Regions from separate parts of the Sus scrofa genome. Here region 1 is linked to region 2. A link is a contact called in public HiChIP or PLAC-seq data. All regions are on one chromosome and are shown on one strand. Each heading gives the region's core, a stretch centred on a gene start, on an enhancer-like site or on the middle of the called end of the contact. The rest is flanking DNA. Distances are from core to core; before and after follow the strand shown. Region 1 overlaps POLB (DNA polymerase beta). Region 2 has its middle 8.2 kb from the start of KAT6A.

Region 1 (7,722 bases), core at 3,270-5,769, 240 kb before region 2:
TCCACTGTAGAGTTACAAAGAAAATCTTATCATGTGTACCTACTAATTGAGAAAGGGTTTTTCTAGTTCCAGTTTGTTAAGAGCATTAACGCTCCTTCAGGGCCACACTTGGCCTGATATTGGGGGACCTACTGTACATACTCACCTTCTAATGTTTTAATTCCTTCATCTACAAACTTCCTTGCAGCAGATGGACTATAAAGAAAGAAAATCATTACCTTAATACCAAGTGAAACTCAGGATCTATGTTATGAAATAACCAGTTAGATTTTCTCTTGTCAAACATAAAGAGTTACTGTTGAGCTAAAGACCTGCTAAACTGTTGCATGCTTACTTTAGTGATGTTCTATTTTTCTAAAGAGAACTTCTTGAAGCCTTAATCTAGAAAAAGGTGTTAAGTAACTGGGTGTCATAATACTCATTTAATTTATTCATAAAACAGACATACAGGCACTTGAAAACTAGTCATTCATTCAAATGAGATTTAATGAGGGCCTCTTATGTGTCAGATATTCTTCTAAGTACTGAAACTGCAGCAGGAATGTGACAAATAAGGGCCCTGGTCTTTCTTACTTATACTACAGTGTGTAGAGAGAGATAATAAATAGATATACAAACAGAGAAAAATTTCAGGAAGATGAATTAAAATAGGGTAATACGCCAGAGTGGCTGAGTCTACTTTAGACTGGATGGTGAAGAAAGGCCTCTCAGATGACACATTTTTAAACTGAGATTTTAATGACAAAGAGCCTTGGTACAGAAACTAAGTGGCAGAGAAGCTGACAGTCATATCAGCAAGGCAATGAGGCACAAAAATAGCAGATCAGCATTGGGAGTTGAGAGACACAGCTTCTAAATCTGGCCCTGCCACAGTCATCTCACGTCCTGAATTCAGTTTTCTTGCCTGGAGGAAGAGAGTAATGGAACAGACGCTCTCTGAAACACATGCTAACATTTTATCATTGCTCTGGGTCTCCAAGGAGTCACGCTCCTTTTCAGTATACTTGGTTTAGGAATTTAATAGATTTTAAAATACTTTTTAAAATAAAAGAATTTTCATCAAAATGTTGCCATTCAGGAATAAGGATCATATATCTAAAAGAATGCCTCATTCCATGAAGGTGAGAGTTAAGTAAAGCACTACAGCCCTACTATTTCAGTGTTAAGCTTTACTCTGTCCAGTGTCAAGGACGCCTCTGCTAGCTCAATTTAAGACAAAGAAGACTTCATTAGGAAATACCTGAGTGCCTGCTCCAAGCTCATGCACCAGGTGCTATGGAAAAAGACCTTAAACCTTTAAGGTAGATATCAAGCTAAAAGAGTCACAAGAGGCACAATCTGGAGGGAGTGATAATAGGTCCACAGAGCAAGTGCCAATGGAGTTGAGAGGAAGGAGAGCCTATATCTGGCTGGGACTCAAACTGGATTCATGAAGGAGCTAGCAAGTGCCTTGAATGGGGCCTTTAAAGCAGAGGCAGCACGCAAAGCAGCAGCCTCGGACATTTACTATATGGAAGAGTGACTTGCACGGGCAAAGGCAGAGGTGGAAAAGCACAGGTTTTGAAGGGAAACAGCCTGTACCTTAAGTTTGGCTGACATAAAAAAAAAACAAAAAAACAAAAAACCAATCCTACTACTGTGTCTGCTTAAGAAATAATTCTTACCCAATGCCACTAACTCGAGTCAGGAAATTGATGGATGAACTTGTATCATCCTGCCGAATCTTTAAGAGAAAAAAAAAAAAGTCTAACAATGATCTAGGAATGCTTTGAGGACTTCAATAATTTTACTAGAAATACACCAGTCCGCTAAGAGACTTGAAGAGCCATTTAAATCCACTTGGATAACTATGCAGAAGTCTTCATACACAACCCCAGTGTTTACAGGTGAGACAGGAAGCAGATGAAGATGTGTCGTCTCTACTTTATCCAATACTTTTAAAACGCTTATTCATAAAAGATCAGGAGTGATATAATTATTATCATCAGGGTGAAATAAAACCATAAAAATGCTTAGGAGAATTTAAGCACTGAAATTCTAAAAGATAACTATCACTTAGTCAAAGTTTATAATTTTCCTTCTAAATGGTACTAAAAATAAGGAGGTAATTCTACCATAGAAGCTAACAGTCTCTTACACACCACGTTAAATAAGTGAACATTTTCTAGGAATGATACTCAAAATTTAAAATTACAGGATACTTAGGAGTTCCCTGGTGGTCTAGTGGTTAGGATTTGCTGTGGCCTGGGTTCAGACCCTGGTTTGGGAACTGAGATCCCACATCAAGGCACTGCATGCCATGGCCAAAGTAAAAACAAAACAAAACAAATTAAATTAAATTAAATTAAAATACAGGACACTCACACAGCCATAAACTACTCCTCCCTTTTCCCACTGAGTCATCAGGGTAAGTGACATCATCTACCCTGCAATGGTGCTACACGAGAGTTGCCTTAAAGGCAGACACTATAACCAAATAACAAATAAGTTAAAATTTTTTACCTTTTCCAGTTTACGCAATTTTCCAGTAGCTAAAAACTCATCAATCTTTTCAGCAATTTTTGTTCCTACTCCAGGCTACAGAGAAAATTAAAAATAGAAAAGTCACAAAAATATAATGCTTCCCAAATCACTGAAAGATAAAGTAAAAAATGAGAAATGAAAAACCAATGATCATTACATGACCAGTCTTGAAACAAAGGACACAGAAAATTGAGTACCAGTAAAAACGTATTTTCCTGGGAGTTCCTGTCGTGGCTCAGTGGTTAAAGAACCTGACTAGTATCCATGAGGACTCGGATTCAATCCTTGGCCTCGCTCAGCTGGTTAAGGATCTGGCGTCACCATGAGCTGAAGTGAAAGTCACAGATGCAGCTCAGATTCCACGTTTCTGTGGCTGTGGTGTAGGCCAGCAGCTGTAGTTCTGATTCTACCCCTAGCCTGGGAACCTCTATATACTGCGGGTATGGCACCTAAAAGAGACAAAAGACAAAAAAATATACATATACATATATATTTTCCCAAAGACAAAATGTTTGAATGATTGGTGAGTGAGAAGCTTTAATAAGATAGTTATAAATGACTCTTGCTTTGTCTTTTTTTTTTTTTTGCCATTTCTTGTGCTGCTCCTGCGGCACATGGAAGTTCCCAGGCTAGGGGTCTAATCAGAGCTGCAGCCGCCAGCCTACGCCGGAGCCACAGCAACTCAGGATCCAAGCTGTGTCTGCGACCTACACCACAGCTCATGGCAATGCCGGATCCTTAACCCACTGAGCAAGGCCAGGGATTAAACCCGCAACCTCATGGTTCCTAGTTGGATTCGTTAACCACTGAGCCACGACGGGAACTCCGACTCTTGCTTTTTAAAAATTAACTTTTCTTATAGAAAAATTAGAAAACATACAATCACAAAAAGAAAAATATTAAAATCACTTGATTTCATCACCCTGAAAATTAAAATAACCTATAACCTCGCCACTTAACATCTGCTACACAGTGACTTCTTTTTTGAAGTCGTTCTATACATACACACATAAGCAGTTGTGTGTGCATTCATATACATACATATATATATACACAAACACACCCCTACTTTTTTCTTACAAAAACAGAATCATACTGCTTTGTAAAGTGCTTTAACTTAAAAATCATCATGATCAAATTTCTGTATCAATATATAAATACAACTACATCTTTAATGGCTGCATAGTGTGTTAATATATGAATGTATTGTAATTTACTTAACAAATACCCTACAGAACACTTAGATAGCTTCCAATTTTTGATACTATAAAAATGCTGTTGTGACATTCCTCTAGAATGATGTTTGCAAGCTTTCGCACACACCACATCACCTGGGGAACAGTTTAAAACACAGAATGCCAAGTCCCACCCTGGAGTGTCTGAATGAACAGTGTGTTTCTCACAAGTTCCCAGGCAATGCTGATGCTGCTGGTCTGGGTACCACACCTTGAGAATCACTGCTCTAAAACTGCACAGGCCCACATGGAAGCAACCAGCCACATGTGACAACTTAACTTTACATTAAAAAAATTAACACTTCAATTTCTCAGTCACCCTAGCCACGTTTCAACTAGCCAAATGTGGCTCATGTTGACCATACTGGCAGCACTGCTCTACAACAGAAGCTTTGACCAACACTTTGATCACAGTAAATGAGTGTTTTTCCCCCACATTTCTGTCTGCACTATTGTATTTAATAATTTGGTAGACACAATACAGCACCTTGTTGGAATTTGTGACTCTGATTATTAGCAAGCATGAACTTTTCTTCATGTTTACTGGTTCTTTTCAGCTAAATGTTCAACATGCATAACGTGTATCAGTTCTGTCTTGTAGCCTTAAATGCACCCTTCTGTATTCTTGATTTATTTAATGTTTAATGAGGGTCTCAAGACTCCTGAACGCACACTCAAGCTTTGAAAACAGCAATCCCATGTGGGAATGAACAAAAAAATTTAGGAAGTAGAATAGAAAGGGGAAACTGCTCGAGTTTCTCATTTCCTGTATCATAAAATACATAAGATACATAAAGCAATTTAAGCCTAGAGTAGTTTCTACACCTAACATTAAGGAATAAAAGGCAAAACACTCATTCTGGAAATTTCAGATTTCTAGACTATTGAGAAGCACTCATATGTGCCAGAAAGTAGGTCTGTGGTTTTTAAAATAACTGTGAAAAGGAATAATGATGACATTTCATATTAAGTCCAGTCCTGTGCAAAAGGAATTTTGGATCCTTCTGTGGTATTGTTAAGGATATACCATAAACTCAGATTTGGGATGAAATGCATGAGAACTTGTCAGAAGTTTGCCTCTAATAAATGAGCAGACTATCTGCAATTAACATAAAGGATATTCAATGATGATAAAAAAGGGAACAGAATGGCTCCTAAGGTTAACACTAGGTCAGATGACCAAGACAGAAACTCAGAATTAAACTCTAATGCATTTAGGGAGTTCCCGTTGTGGCACAGTGGGTTAAGAAAGAATCTGACTGCAGCGGCTTGGGTCACAGCTGTGGCTCAGATTCAATCCCTGACAGGGGCACTTCCATATGCCACAGCTGTGGCAAAAAAAACAACCAAAAAGCCCTAATGTATTTAGAACTTGCTTGGCTCGTCTATTTGGGGAGGATACACTGATGGTGAGAACTGTTTGTGGTACAAAGGATCTAAAACCTACACACCAGAGCTTAATTTGTACTGAATAATAAATTCAAGGTGAAGATGAGGCACATAATTACTGTGGATAATCTGTCACTTAAATAGAAGACGTATAAAATTTATGATAATGTTCTGACTCTGAAAGATGAAAATAGAAGGACAGTTATTGCTCACACTCTGAAGATGTTCATGAGAAAATTAAAGACAACTGAATGTTAACACCTAAATTCTAGGGACTTTTAAGAAACACAAATGGGTAAAGAACAACAGAAAGTGGTAACAATCAGGACGTGGACTAATCAAAAAGCCATGTCAATTTGACCTCCTCAACAAAAGATGGATAGGATATGGTCCTTAATCTTGAGGAACTTAGAATCTTTTGATTGACTGACTGACTGATTGATTGCCGTTTTAGGGCCGTACCCACGGCATATGGAAGTTCCCAGGCTAAGGGCTGAATCACAGCTGTAGCTGCTGGCCACAGCCACAGCCATGCCAAATCCGAGCTGTGTCTGTGACCTACACCACAGCTCACAGCAACGCTGGATCCTTAACCCACTGAGCAAGGCCAGGGCTCAAACCTGTGTCCTCATGGATACTAGTCAGATTCATTTTTGCTGAGCCGAGACGGCAACTCCGAGGAACTTAGAATCTTTTATCAGTAGGTAGACTCTCCTAGGATATTCTTAGTGATATTAATACAAATTACCAAGATATGTGGCTAAAGTTCTAGAAACTGGGACTGCCAGCACCACTCTGTTACCACACCCTTCTTGAGGACTAACACCCAAAGGTGACATTCAGTGTGAGAATAAGTACATATATATATGGTTAAGTAGAGAAGAAAACTGTAATTACATGTTTTAAAAATTTTTTTAAATCCAGCCCCTCCTCCAAAAAAACCCGCTTTGAGTTTGAAAAAGCATGCCTGAAATGGCATTAATATGATTCTGAGAAAGTAGCGAAATCTGCCTGTGCGGTCAAGGTAGCTTCAGAGGCAAATTTCATTTTGTGGAAACCCATCAAATTGGTACCTGTGCAAGCTCGTCAATCAACTTGCCTGCTAAACTTACCAGTTTCTTAGCTTCTGCTCCACTCTTTATTTTGTGTGGGTACTTTGCTATCACAGATGCCGCTTTTCTACAAGTTAAAAAAAAAAATAAAAGAAAAAAAAGGAACTAATTAGAAATCCAGTGAGGTCTTAATTTTTCTTAACCTGGAATATACACGCAAACAAATATGCAGCTTAAACTTTCACTAAGATAACTAGTTTTCCATTATCTGTGTAAAATTTTAAAAACTCAATGAGGAGTTCCCTGGTAGTCTAGTGGTTAAGGATCTGCCATTGCCCCTTGCTGTGGTGCAGGTTCAATCCCTGGCTGGGAACTTCCACATGCTGCTGGTATGGCCAAAAAATCCACCCCAAAACTAAAAACTCAATGAGCTGACAAACCACCTGCATATCTAACTTTCAGAAGTATCACAAAAATTCTCACACTTAAGAATAACATAATTTTGAAGTTCCTGTCATGGTGCAGTGGAAACAAATCCAATTAGGAAACATGATGTTACGGGTTCAATCCCTGGCCTCGATCAGTGGGTTAATGATCTGGCGTTGCCATGAGCTGTGGTGTAGGTTGCAGACAGGGCTTGAATCTCATGTTGCTGTGGTGTAGGCCGGCAGCTGAAGCTCTGATTAGACTCCCAGCCTGGTAACCTCCATATGCCGCTGGTACAGCCCTAAAAAGCAAATAAATAAATAAATAAAAATAATAATATAATCTCAACTGTATATGTAAAATTAGGGAGATTCAGGAAACCAGTAACCTTTCCTTTTGGAGATTAAGTGGAAAACATCATCAAGCCTTTTTTTCTTTTGATAGTTTTAAATGTATTCATAACTCTTTCATAAAAAATGTGCCACATAAATACAAAAAAGAAGTGCCACCTAGTAGTATTCAAACTACTAGGTAACAAACTGGCTTATGGATGGTTATTTTAATTTAATTAATTAATTAATTCTGCTTTTTAGGGCCACACCTTTGGCACATGGAAGTTTTCAGGGTAGGGGTTCAATTGGAGCTATAGCCGCCAGCCTATGCCACAGCCACACGTGATCTGAGCCGCATCTCAGGTCTCATGGCAACACCGGACACTTAACCCACTGAGCGAGGCCAGGGATTGAACCTACATCCTTATGGATACTCGTCACGTTCATCAATGCTGAGCCGCAATGGGAACTCCTGGATGGTTATTTTTAAATCCATGACTTAAAACTATGTTCCCGTGTCCTGATACCACTTCTTTTCATTGTTCTCATTTCAATTCTACAAAAAGCAGTGACCTTGATCCTTGCCCATCTCCACACATACCTAGCTCAGTAATCTGGTGGAAAGACTGGATACACCTGGGAGCTCACTGATGGCATATAATTCCAATGCTAAATGTAGCTGTGCACTGAGGCATAAATACCGGGTAGTCTTTGGAGCCTTAGTTTTTCATCTATTCTAGCACACGTAACCTTTAGATTTGGATT
Region 2 (7,486 bases), core at 15-2,514:
TGACCGACATCACAGCTCGTGGCAACACTGGATCCTTAATCTACTGAGTGAAGCCAGGGATCGAACCTGCATACTCAGGGTTACTAGTAGGCTTTGTTACCACTGAGCCACAATGGGAACTCTGCCATTTTTAAATATAAACAAAAAAGCCAAGAATTTACTATGGGCTGAATGGAGGGGGTAGGGCAAAGGGTCAAGAGCACAGACTCTGGTCTAGAGCAAGTGTCTGGACTCAAATCCTGGCCATGTGTCCTTGGGAAAGTTGGTTAACTTCATCTTTAAGTTAGTGATGAGTAACAGTCTTTATGTCACCAGGATGCTGTTCAGACTGAGATAATTAATATGTTTTAAGCAGTTAAATGGTGCTTACACAGAGTAATGCTATTTAAGTGTTTGCTAAATAAAATTTAAATGGAGGAAGACTTTCACTTGTACGGGATGAGTAGCGTTAGACGAAGCAGGCGATGTGGAGAAGGTGATGTCCTGGGAAGAGCACCCTGAGCGCATCCAGCGCCTTTATGCCAGACTGACACACACCCATGAGCCCCTGGCCAACTGGCCTATCAGAGATGCTTTCAAACACCTACGAGTAAGTATTCACAGTAACCACCTGGCCTTTCCCTACTCTGAAAACCTATCCTGCCCTAGACAGGTTGTGTGGCCCCTGCAGTAGGGGACGGGAAGCTTGGAAACATATTAACTTTAATAAATATTTGTCTTAAAAAATATCACAATTGTTCTATGAAATTATGTCAGTTAAAAATGACTGGTGTCCCTTGGTTGGCTTATTTCTTTTTCTTTTTTGTCTTTTTAGGGCCGCACCCACGGTATATGGAGGTTCCCAGGCTAGGGGCTGAATCAGAGCTACAGCTGCTGGCCTACACCAGAGCCACGGCAATGCCAGATCCGAGCTGCGTCTGTAACCTACACCACAGCTCACAGCAATGCCGGATCTTTAACCCACTGATAGAGACCAGGGATCAAACCCACAACCTCATGGTTGCTAGTCAGTTTCGTTAACCACTGAGCCACATGACAGGAACTCCTTGGTTGGCTTATTTCTTTCACTCTTTTTCTCTTTCTCCCTCTTTCTTTCTTCCTTCTTTCTTTTTCCTCTTTCTTTCTCTTTCCTTCCTTCTTTCTTTTCTTCTTCCCTTTTTCTTTCTTTCCTGATGTCTCAGCTAAATCTTTAGGGTTAGACGTTTATTAGGGTTCTTAGGCCCTACCCGCCACTGTCACCTCTTCCATGTCATTACCACAAGCACAGACTCCGCAAGAGATGAAGCAAGCATGAGCTGTTGCTTCTTGTTGTTTTGTCTGATAAGGGAAAAGTATCAGAGGTGGCTTGATCAAAACCAGGATTGTTCCAAATTTCTTTTACTTATCTGCTCAAAGTCAGAGGCATTAGGGAATGAAGATGCGGGAACTACCTAGAAAATAAACTATAGAGTTCTTTGGGGGGATAGGAGAGAGGGAAAAACCAGGGACAATTCCTGGATTTCTGGCTTGGGTGACAGGAGTGGTGCCACCATCAAGTGACTTTAGGAAGCAGAAGGAGCAGGCAGGCCAGCTCCAAGATTTACAGGGCTTATCGAAAAAGGAAAATGCTGGTCCGTAGTACAAAGTGCAGGGAGAACACTTTGCTTTTCTCCATGGTGTTGATCTCAACTTGTCACTGGGGTATTTATTCCCTACTTAACAATCTCTTCAGTGCAGTGATAAGTATGGGTGAGAGCAGACCCTCCCAGAAGATGAGGCACAGGGCCACCAGGTTACGCCTCCTGCCCACCAGGGATCAGCACCTCTGGAACCCAAGCCGGGCATCTCCTCTTCCCTTGAGGCTGCTGTCCCAACCCAGCCGCAGGTGGGTGTCCCCGCAAGAATTTTGTTACTTCATCTTTTTGTCTTTTTTTTTTTTTTTTTGCCACACCCCCAGCATTAGGAAGTTCCCAGGGTAGGAGTTGAATTGGAGCTGCAGCTGCTGACCTACACCACAGCCACAGCAACGCCAGATATGAGCCATATCTGCAACCTACACCCAGCTCACGGCAACACCAGATCCTTAACCCACTGAACAAGGCCAGGGATTGAACTCAAGTCCTCATGAGTTACTCGTTGTGTTCTTAACCCATAACAGGAATTCCTTAAATCTGTCATTCTGCAATAGTTTTCTGTTTGTCTCATCTGTTCTTTGTTCTGTTTTTCTTCCTTTCCTGTCTTCTAAAGTAATTTCGTGACTCCATTTTATTTCTACTATTGGCCTATTGGCTATATCTCAATTTATTATCATTATTCCTTTTCGTGGTTGCCCTAGAGTTTTCTATATATATTTGTTTGTTTGTTTGTTTGTTTTGTTTTTCTTTATGGCAGCATCTGCGGCATATGGAGGTTTCCAGGCTAGGGGTCTAATCGGAGCTACAGCTGCCAGCCTACACCACAGCCACAGCCATGCAGGATCCGAGTCATGTCTGAACTATACCACAACTCATGGCAATGCTGGATCCTTAACCCACTGAGCAAGGCCAGGGATCGAACCCTCAACCTCATGGTTCCTAGTCAGATTCGTTTCCGCTGCACCAGAGCGGGAACTCCTATAATATACTTCTTTAGCTTAGCACCGTCTACCTTCAAAGAGCATGCAGTATAAAACCTTGCAATAGCTACTCCCATTTCCCCAGACAACCCCATCATCCACTTGACTTCTATAAAGGTTTTAAACTCCACATGCATTGTTATTAATGTGCCTTTAAAAAATTCATCATCTCATAAGGAGATTAATTTTTTAAAAAACTTTTTATTTATTTATTTTGTCTTTTTTTTTTTTTTTTAAAGCCGCACCTGCTGCATATGGAGGTTCTAGGCTAGGAGTCAATTGGAGCTGTAGCCTTCCGCCTACACCACAGCCACAGCAACACCAGACCAGAGCCACATCTGTGACCTACACTACAGCTCATGGCAACACTGGATCCTTAACCCACTGAGCGAGGCCAGGGATCGAACTTGTGTCCTTATGGATGCTAGTCAGATTCATTTCTACTGAGCCACAACAGGAACTCCTATTTTTTTTTTTTTAATTATACTTAGAGTTCCCATTGTGGCTCGGCGATAACGAACCTGACTAGTAACCATGAGGATGCAGGTTTGATCCCTGGCCTTGCTCAGTGGGTTCAAGATCCAGCATTGTCCTTGGAAGGTTCCCAGAAGGATGGAGACAGACCCCCACCCCCTCCCTTGAATGTGATTATTCACTTTGGAGACCTGCTGTGGACATTACAGCCCAGCACAAGATCTGCACCCTTTCTCGGAATGTAGAGCATAGATTAACCACCTACAAGGATTAATTGCCCTCTGTCAGGGGACTCCACCACCTACCCCTCCCCACTTAACTTTGACCTTCCCCTCCTCCTCCTTCGTCGTTCCTGCCACAAGTTCCGCCATGAACTCCAGCCACAGATTCCCACCACAGAGCCTTTATAAGCCTCCCCCTCCTCACAGTCAGGGCTGGTGCCATCTGGAGCTCAGCCCGTGCCCCTCTGATGCCTTAATACCTCTCTCTTGCTTTACCAACTTGGCCTTGCCCATTCCTCCCTCGGCAAACCTAACAGTCCTGAGCTGTGGTGTAGGTCACAGGCAAAGTTCATATCCTGCGTTGCTGTGGCTGTGGAGTAGGTCAGCGGCTATAGCTCCAATTTGACCCTTAGCCTGGGAAGCTCCATATGCCACAGGTGCAGCCCTGAAAATAAAAACAGAAGTTCCCAGGCTAGGGGTCGAATTAGAGCTGCAGCTGCCAGCCTACACCACAGCCACAGCAACACCAGTATCTGAGCTGTGTCTATGACCTTCACTACAGCTCATGGCAACACCGGATCCTTAACCCACTGAGCGAGGCCAGGGATTGAACCTGCATCCTCATAGATGCTAGTCAGATTCATTTCCACTGAGTCACGATACTACTTTTTGGCTTTTTTTTTTTTTTTTTTTGGCTTTTCAGGGCTGCACCTGCCATATGGAGGTTCCCAGGCTAGGGCTCCAATCATAGGTGAAGTCCCTGGCCTATACCACAGTCACAGCAACTTGGGATGTGACAACCTACACCAAGGCTCATGGCAATGCCAGATCCTTAACCCACTTAGCAAGGCCAGGGATGGAACCCATGTCTCATGGTACTAGTCAGGTTTGCTAACTGCTGAGCCATGAGGGGAACTGGGAAGTTCCATATGCCCTAAAACAAAAAAACAAAACAACAAAAATTGTATTTATCTACACATTTCTCACTTCCGGCACTTTTTCTTTTCTTTTTTGGCCACATCTGCGGCATATGGAAGTTCCTGGGCCAGGGATCATATCTGAGCTGCAGCTGCAACGTACACTGGGCTGCGGATTGAAACCATGTCACTGCAGAGACAAAGCTGGATCCTTAACCTGAGGCACCACAGCAGGAAATCCTCACTTCCAGGACTCTTAATATCTTTCTACAAATCCAAATTTCCATCTAACAAAGGATATATCATCCTCTTACTAAAGAAATGCTTTCAACATTTCTGGCAGTTCAGGTCATCTGGTGATAAACCATTGTAGCTTTTTCTTCATGTGTCTGAAAAACTTATTTGGCCCTCATTTCCAAAAGACATTTTTTGCTGAATAGATTTCTTTTTTTTTTTTTTTTTTTGTCTTTTGCTATTTCTTTGGGCCGCTCCCGCGGCATATGGAGGTTCCCGGGCTAGGGGTCCAATCGGAGCTGTAGCCACCGGCCTACGCCAGAGCCACAGCAACGCGGGATCCGAGCCGCGTCTGCAACCTACACCACAGCTCATGGCAACGCCAGATCGTTAACCCACTGAGCAAGGGCAGGGATCAAACCCGCAACCTCATGGTTCCTAGTCGGATTCGTTAACCCCTGCGCCACGACGGGAACTCCTGAATAGATTTCTTAATCTAAAGTTCTGTTTTTCATTTTCTTCTTGCCTGTATAGTTTCTAATGAGAAGTCTAATGTAATTCTTATGTTTGTTGTTTTATATATAAAAATGTCTTTTTTCTTTGGCAACTGTTAAATTTTTCTCTTTAACATTGGTTTTCAGTAATTTTACTATAGTATGCTTTTGGGTGGTTATGATTTTGTTTAGTCTACTGGGTGTTCATCAAACTCCTTGAATCTGTGGGTTTGTTTTGTTTGTTTGTCTTTGTTTTTTGTTTTGTCTTTTTGGGGCCACACCCATAGCATATGGAAGTTCCCAGGCTAGGGGTCAAATTGGAGCTGCAGCTGCCGGTCTACACCACAGCCACAGCAATGCAGGATCTGAGTCCCGTCTGAGACCCACACCACAGCTTGAGGCAACGCTGGATACTTTAACCCACTGAACAAAGCCAGGGATCGAACCTGCATCCTCCTGGATACTAGTTCGGTTCATTACTGCTGAGCCACAACAGGAACTCCTGGGATTTATTTATACTTTTTTTTTTGGTGGGGGGACACCCACGGCATGTGGAAATTCCTTGGGCCAGGGACTGAACCAGAACCACAGCAGTGACAATGCTGAATCCTAGGCCACCCGGAAACTCCTGTATACACTTTTTTGGTTCTTTCCCCTGATTTTTCTTCTCCAACATATGCAAATTAACATGTATCCACAGACTTAAGAGGGCCGCTTGGAAATAGCTGGGGTTCTACATATGAGCCCTTTGCCCTTTCTGGTTCTCTGTCTTGCAAATGCTAGCTACCTTGGTTTCCTTCATCTTATACTTGCCTCCTCAACTCTACAGTATTTCTGGACTCTGTCTTGAGTCCTGGAATCTGTCTCAAAGCCGTAGGCTGGGGTCATTAGTTTGTTCAAATTGTTCACTTCTCTTGGTTCAGTCATCACTGTCCTACACTATCTAATGTAGCATCTAAAAGCTGTTACAATTTCCAGTTGTCAAGTTTTCCAGAGGGGAGAATAAATCCAGTTCCCACGACTCAGTCATGGTCACAGCAGAAGGTCTTACCTGGAGAGTTTTTTAAACCACAGAGCCAAGTTCATCTCATTCTCAAAGCTCAGATTTAGTAGGTTTGGTGTGGAATCCTGGAATCTTTACTTACTAAAATGGACTCAGGTGATTCTGATACACAGGCTGTGTTGGACCCTATCTCTCTCTCTTTTTTTTGGGTCTTTTTGACATTTCTCGGGCTGCTCATGTGGCATATGGAGGTTCCCAGGCTAGGGGTCTAATCGGAGCTGTAGCCGCTGGCCTACGCCAGAGCCACAGCAACACAGGATCCAAGCTGCGTCTGCAACCTACACCAGAGCTCACGGCAACACCGGATCCTTAACCCACTGAGCAAGGCCAGGGATGGAACCTCATGGTTCCTAGTCGGATTTGTTAACCACTGAGCCATGATGGGAACTCCTAGACCCTATCTCTTTGGCAAAGCTTTGTTCACACATTTTCTAAACATAAGAAAGGACAGAACTTTTAAAAACTTTTCCTGTCTAACTCTGTGTGATAGGGTACAATTACGCATGCAGCTACAATATTAAACATCTATTTGAAGGCATCAGTGAGCAGCTGAGGCAGCCAGGACTTAAAAGGACACCACCTCAGAAAAGGGGAGACTACACGGAGAGGTGGGATGACATTCTCCAGCACCTTTGTCCCTCAGGGAAATTCTGGGCATAAGGCCAGAGTCTGAGTTTTGGAATAGAGCCATAAGGATGCCCTGAGAGGCTAAGAGACCAGTGGGGATTTTGGCAGGTTGGAGGGACAAAACTTAAAGACCAAAGGGGCCAGATTCCTCCTGAGAAGGGTAAGGTGAATAACTGAGCCTAAATCTCTGCCAAGCCACTTGCCAGATTCTGAAGATGCCCAAGACAGAAGGGTAAGTCCTGGGAGAGCAGAGTAGAGTTTTTTTTTTGCAGTCTCACAGTTCTGAGGAAATAGATTTCAGTGTCCACTGGGGTCAAGGCCCCAGGGAACACAGACTCTCAATTGTAACCCCTAGAGGGCCATGCTGTAGGAGCAGCAGCAAAAAAGGAGTCGACCAGGTCTTGCCAAAACCTAACCTCAAGTTAAACTATTCTCTGATTGGTTATGGTGCAGAGTTCTCCTAGGTGCTTTGGAAAGGACAGGTGGAGTCCTCTCTGGATGAAGATAATATTAAGCAGTGCCTCTACAATTTTCATACTTAACATGTGGCATTCTATTAAAAATTGCCAGGCAGGTCAAGAGCTAGTTAACAAACACACAAACAAGACCAAAAACCAATGGAAAGAAAATGCAATAGAAATAGACCCACAGAAGCTGTAGCTATTGTAATGATCAGAAAGACATTTAAAATAGCTAGGACTGGAAGTTCCCATTGTGATTCAGCAGCAACAAGCCAGACTAGTATCCATGAGGATACAGGTTCAATTCCTGGCCTCGCTCAGTGGGTTAAAGATCTGGTGTTGCCGTGAAGGTTGCAGACACAGCTCAGATGCTGGTGTTGCTGTGGCTGTGGTGTAGGCCAG

The links. HiChIP or PLAC-seq counts read pairs in DNA pulled down with a chosen protein or histone mark.
Region 1: an H3K27ac HiChIP or PLAC-seq map of alveolar macrophages shows a contact between it and region 2. The contact joins two enhancer-like sites. A contact is called at or near these places in 1 of 5 promoter capture datasets (fetal skeletal muscle) and 1 of 2 datasets of contacts at active chromatin or transcription factors (alveolar macrophages).

The regions. Positions count from the first base shown.
Region 1 is chr17:11,359,523-11,367,244 of Sscrofa11.1, reverse strand. It overlaps POLB (DNA polymerase beta), which reads right to left. Exons shown (of 15, transcript XM_021078254.1): 3 at 6,260-6,326; 4 at 2,503-2,577; 5 at 1,665-1,723; 6 at 146-195. Among named protein-coding and RNA genes, the nearest start is that of POLB, 7.3 kb to the right of the region's middle. Within about 2 kb of position 4,519, at least 3 of the 83 cell types and tissues checked have an H3K27ac peak or open chromatin away from gene starts, as enhancers often do. A contact at or near this core is called in alveolar macrophages, where this site is marked.
Region 2 is chr17:11,114,444-11,121,929 of Sscrofa11.1, reverse strand. No RefSeq gene overlaps it. Among named protein-coding and RNA genes, the nearest start is that of KAT6A, 8.2 kb to the right of the region's middle. Within about 2 kb of position 1,264, at least 1 of the 83 cell types and tissues checked has an H3K27ac peak or open chromatin away from gene starts, as enhancers often do. A contact at or near this core is called in alveolar macrophages, where this site is marked.